Linked DNA regions of Xenopus tropicalis: region 1 is linked to region 2. Evidence: chromatin contacts called from public Hi-C data. All regions are on one chromosome and are shown on one strand. The core of a region is the stretch at or near the end of the contact, and the rest is flanking DNA. Distances in the headings are between cores, read along the strand shown.

Region 1 (2,732 bases), core at 214-2,713, 180 kb after region 2:
GCTGGGGGGCATAAAACACAATAAGGACTGCCCGAGACCCGAGCCACAACAGCCCTAACAGCTGATAGATACATTTTTCTATTTATATAAATATACAAGAAGCAAAGGCCAGGTGATACTGATTCTATTGTGCTCAAAAGTCTATACAGATTTTGGACAGGTCACGGACTAAAAAAAACTATGCATTTGTTTGACTTAGTATAAGCAGTTATTATGGCTATTTACAGATATTTTCATAAGACCTAGTAAGCACCTAGTACTTCTAATAAGCTTCTAATAAGGGGCCTTGCTTCCCACCCCCTTCCCTTTAATGTATGTGCAAACAAGTTTAAATACTTCCTGTTTTTGTAGGAACAAATCAAGTTTTTACAGCTAAAACAAAGATAGACCTACCAAAAATATATAAATGCATAGGAACTTGTCATTATCCATTGAATTTGGGGTCAAATAAAATTAAATGCCAGCAAAGGGCCAACATGGGTGAGAGGTTTTTTTCAGAAAAAAACAATTTTATCCTGACCAATTTAGCAATACCTAAGGAGTTTAAAGTGTTCACCTACTAAAAAGGAAGTGTTAACATTCTCCCAGATGCTAATGCTATTGCCACTGTACCTATCACTTTTGAGTCTGTATGTGCAACCAGAGCAAATCAGCCTTTGAAAGTGCTGCCCGGCACAGTGAGTGCATTTTGCATCAAAATTCACATCCGCACTAAAATCTGTCATGTAGTCTGTTTTGGGGATATGGGGGGGGGGCAGACGTGTCCTTTTTGCTCCAGAAATGTACCTTCCATAATAACCAATGGGACTGGAGACCTTCCCAGCCTTCACTACGTCAGTCTAAAACGCTGTCTGGGTACCTTGTTTCAAAGAAAATAGCAACAGACTTTTTTTTCTATGAAGATTAGTGGAAAGAAGGTTCCCTAACAAGGTAGGGCAATGTATATGTATTGCTGAGTAATGAACCCCATGTCATTTCACCTTCCCATTTAATCCAATGTATTCTACAAAAGTTTTATACATTTTTTTACACTGAAATTTAAATGTCACAAGTTCACGCATCAATAGTAAAGCATTCAAACACTGTGATTTATTACTTTTTTCCCCTATAAGCTAGAGAAGATATTGTCAGTAAATGCCTTGTATAACTCAAATCCTCGAGATGCTCTTCTTTAATACAATTATCGTTCCCAACACAATGATCTGCTCCTTAGTTCTGCTGCTCTAACCAGCAAAGGAAAACTATACTGACAGATCCCTTGGCTATAATTTTACCCTGCCCATGGAACAAGTAACATTTCTATCTGATAGATGGCCCTTTCCACTGATATCTGCTGCTCAGGGAGGAGAGTTTTTCTCTACGAGAAACAGGAAATCGAGGAACAATGTAACTAATGAAACCAGACAATGAAAAAGCTTCCCAGAGGCAGGCAGCCTGACAGCAGAGAGCCTGCTTTATTATCTATTACAACCCCTACCAGTTAGAGGTCACTACTGGCAAAGGGGACTGCCTAAAAGGCACTAAATCTTCTTAACATGTTCTCTTTTAACAAACACAAAGGCTACTACTCAGCTGTCGCTCTTAGTCCAAATGCTTTATTCTTCGGGGTTTATGAAATAACCAATCACAGGAATTATATAATCCAATTTCCAGTGCACTTTAACAAGCCTTCCACATGTAATCAGCAGGGGTAATGCATTGTCTGCTTATCAGCCTGCACATTTATGGAACTGTCACTTTTAAGGCATTGCCCAACAGAATAATAAAACAAGGATATAATAATCTCATGAAATAGGTAAAGATGTGTGGCTCCACAGGTCTTTAGGTTTCTTAAAAATAAATTAATGAAGAGGTTAATGGTAAAGAGGTAACAGTATAAGTACAGTGCCATTTTTATGGCTGTATTGATACAGACAGATATTTACTTATTTTGGTAAATACATAATAAAATCAATGTGGGCCTTCTTTGGTTCACTAAAAGACCTAGTCAAGAATGAATCATTTTCTTTGGACTTACAGCTTACAGCTTTATCCTTGCAAAGTGAAAGCCATAGGGCTTATGGTGAGTTCAATTACATGATGCGCTGATGCAAGAGGAACAGTGATACAATGGGGTTATCTAAACAGAACAAGACATCATTTAACTGACAGAACAGTCTTTAAACCAAGAGAAAAAACATCCTGAACACAGTATCAAGCATATATAAATACATGGCCCATTGCATTTTGCTGCCTGGACTTCACCTTTCTTTATTTAAGCACTTAGTGCCCTGTGCATTGTACTCCCTTTCTTATGCAATAAATGTGATGAGATGTGCTAAAGATTCTGGCAGTTACCATATACAGTTATGGGAGCCATTATCCAGAATGCTTGGGACCTGGGGTTTTCTGTAATTCGGATCTCCTACCTAAAGTCTGTTAAAAACGTTATTTAAACAGTAATTAAACCCAATAGGATTGTTTAGCCTCCAATAAGGATTAATTATATCTTAGTTGGGATCAAGTACAAGGTACTGCTTTATTATTACAGAGAAAAAGGAATTCATTTTTAAAAATGTGAATTATTTGATTAAAGTAGAGTCTATGGGAGATGGCCTTTCTATAATTCAGACCTTTTTGGATAATTGGTTTCCAGATAAGGGGTCTGATACCTGTGTACACATTTAATGAAATAGTGTCAACCAGTGAATTACCATACATATTATGCACCACAAATCTTAATATAGGTCCTT
Region 2 (2,923 bases), core at 413-2,912:
GCCCTTTAGTAACTGTAAATGTAACTACTATAGGGTGGCAGGTTGGAAATCCCTGCCCTGGTGTGTGAGTATAATGAGAATGCAGGTGGTGAATTGCCTACACAGCACTTAAATGCACCCCCGATTGTTGGGAGCCACTAAATGATGAATGTACCCCTTCAGTATTAGCTACTATTTTGTTTGGGCAGCATGGATGTGAATTACTGAATTATTAAAAGAAAAAAACCCACCAAATCACAGTGTTTCCATGTATAACCTGTTGTGTTACTTTTGCCCTACATCTTCGTAGTAATCATTTCTCAGGAAATGTAATTGTGTAAATAACATGGCAACAAAATGGTGACAATAGAATTAGCTAGTAAATTTCATAGATATCAAGTATGTCTCCGTGCCACATGGCAGAAGGAATTTGACATTCCAGCTATATTCCCATTGCCCATGGCGTGAAGAAATGAAATAGCGCCGTGTGTCTGTGCCACAGATATGGGCAGCGCTTTCCTTTCCAGTGCCGTCTGCCCTTCTCTATCCCTGGCAACTGGCAATCTGCACTCACCGTCAGGGAACATAAGCGCTTCCCACAGGCTTGGGAGCGCCCGTTATGATGAGCGACCCCAGCACAGAATCGCGCTACCAATCGCTTGGATATGCGCACAGCCGGCGTGAGTGAAAGCGCCAACAGCTACATACTGCGATCCTCGCCAACAGCTACATACTGCGATCATCGCCAACAGCTACACACTGAAATAATCTCCAGCCCTGTCTCTGAGATCCGCATCGCTCGCATTCACTTTTTCTATCCTGCATACGACATCTCTTCTTAGTAACGCATCTAATTGCAATTTAAATCGAGTTGCTATAAGATTAAAGCGCTACTACCCGGACTGGAGGCAACTCCTGGGAGTTGAGAAGGAGAAGAAGACCCTCGCAAAAGGCTTTGTAGTATTTTTAAACTTTGATTTATTCCAGATGTGCGGCTGTGCCAGCCAACAGCAGCAGCAAGGGCTCGTCGCACACACGCAAATGTGTTTTGTTATGGAGGAGAGAGAGAGGAGCTGCGACTGTCTGAAATAGGCTCACATAGAAGTGAGCGTCTAAGTGCGGCCAGACGCAGATAGTATAGACACGAACTACCACCTAACACAGTAACTTTTTTTTCCGCTTACCTTCTTGGCCTGAGACTTTGGCTCCCAGCGAGCACAGAGAAATAACTCCAAGCACCAAAGCAAACACATCCATATTGACAAGAAGGATAAGAAAAATCCCACGAGTTCCCTTGTTAGCAAGTCATTGATTTTCACCAAACTGGATCTCTTATCTGGACTGATGCGCTCAGGACTAGGCGATTAAAGACTCCTTGGCCACCACTAGCGCAATTCGGAGAAGTCCCAGGTCCCTTAGTGCCACTTGTTTAATAAAAGGTTCCCAGCAGGCACAGCCAAAGCCCTGAAAAACCCTGGGAGGGTCCTTAGTCCGCTGCTCAGGAGTGGAAAGTAGATGGGGTGTCCAAGAAAGCGCTATTTCCACTGGAGACAGGAGGGGATATTGCAGCACACACAGGCAGTTACAACAGGCAGTTTGGCAGCAGGACAGAGCCAATCCTTGTAGTTCCCTGGCACGGCTCTGGCTAGAGGGTTCAGTGAGCGCACAGGCGTCTGCTGTCTTAAGATGGTTTGGGAGTGTAAGCCCTGAGCCCCTGCCTTCTATCTACCTCCCTCCCAACCACTCAGTTCCCTTATACAGGGAGACAAGCATGTGGATGTCAGCATAGGGGGGCAGAGCTACAATCTCTTTCTCTCGCACACACACAGCCTGGCCACGCCCCCTCAGCCCTGTCACTGATTAAAGCAGAGAGAGAGAATGCCATATATCTGAAGGCAGAGAGAATGCCATATATCTGAAGGCAGAGAGAATGCCATATATCTGAAGGCAGAGAGAATGCCATGCATCAGGAGAGAAAAAGAGAAATGCCATATATCAGGAGAGAGAGAAAATGTCAAATATCAGGAGAGAAAGAGTATCATGTATCAAGAGAGAGAGAATATCATATCAGGAGAGAGAGAATATCATATCGAGACAGAGAGAGAGAATGCACTGTATCAGAAGAGAGAAGAGATCAAAACCAAGAGGTTGCAGCCAGTCAGGGATCTTAGAGCAAGCACAAGGCCATTTCTGTATGGGTAAAGCTGCACCTTAGTCTCTAATCCCTAAGATGCCGGCAGACAAAGCAACAGGTTGTATAATAGGTATAGCTGCCCAGTACTGGGATGGGGGGCTAGGCAGTGTTGCTCTATGTTATTTATCCAATTTGCTGTTTTCCCCATTGTACTTAAACAACCATGACAGAGAAGCAGATCTCATTGCTGTTCATTATTGCAAAAAGTGACCCTAGAATTGCAGTGGAGCCCCAGCAACTGGGAATATTTACATTCACTGGCAGATTCCACAACAGGGCAGTTTTAATATTGTCACCCATCTAATCAGGCTATATGGAAATATAAGCTTATTTGTTGTACAGTATGTTAAATGCAGGGTATTCATTCTGGTAGAGTTTGCCCAAGAGCATACACTCTAATACTTGGTCTGTTTCAGGAAATCAGATAGAAAGTATATGTGAAACTAAAATATTGCCATGTAGTAGAAAAACCACAGACAGCCAAATACTTTCTGTGTTAAATTTATACAATAGATACTTTTTTTTATCCATGTTATGAGATAGAAATAAAGTGCAGGTAATTGCCTTTAGTTGAAAAGGGAGCAATTGCAAAGAAAGAAATATCTCTTGTGCCTTTTTGTATTCTGATAGGGAACACGCTTCTCGGAGAGGATTTGTCATATTGACACAGAGATTTGGAAATCCAATACCCAATAAATAACCTAAAATTGGTTCCTTTTTACCACTGCAAACTATACTGACACAAAAATA

Evidence for each region. Hi-C and Micro-C count contacts between places; a contact is called where the count stands out from the background.
Region 1: a Hi-C map of neurula embryo shows a contact between it and region 2, with 2.0 times the contacts expected there. The contact joins the enhancer-like site here to the promoter of nrp2 in region 2. A contact is called at or near these places in 2 of 5 Hi-C or Micro-C datasets (gastrula embryo and neurula embryo).

The regions. Positions count from the first base shown.
Region 1 is chr9:51,110,773-51,113,504 of UCB_Xtro_10.0, forward strand. All of the region lies in intron 19 of pard3b (partitioning defective 3 homolog B), which reads right to left. Among named protein-coding and RNA genes, the nearest start is that of nrp2, 180 kb to the left of the region's middle. Within about 2 kb of position 1,464, at least 3 of the 11 cell types and tissues checked have an H3K27ac peak or open chromatin away from gene starts, as enhancers often do. A contact at or near this core is called in gastrula embryo and neurula embryo, where this site is marked.
Region 2 is chr9:50,932,735-50,935,657 of UCB_Xtro_10.0, forward strand. It overlaps nrp2 (neuropilin 2), which reads right to left and starts at 1,663. Exons shown (of 15, transcript NM_001100235.1): 1 at 1,164-1,663. The coding sequence starts at 1,236.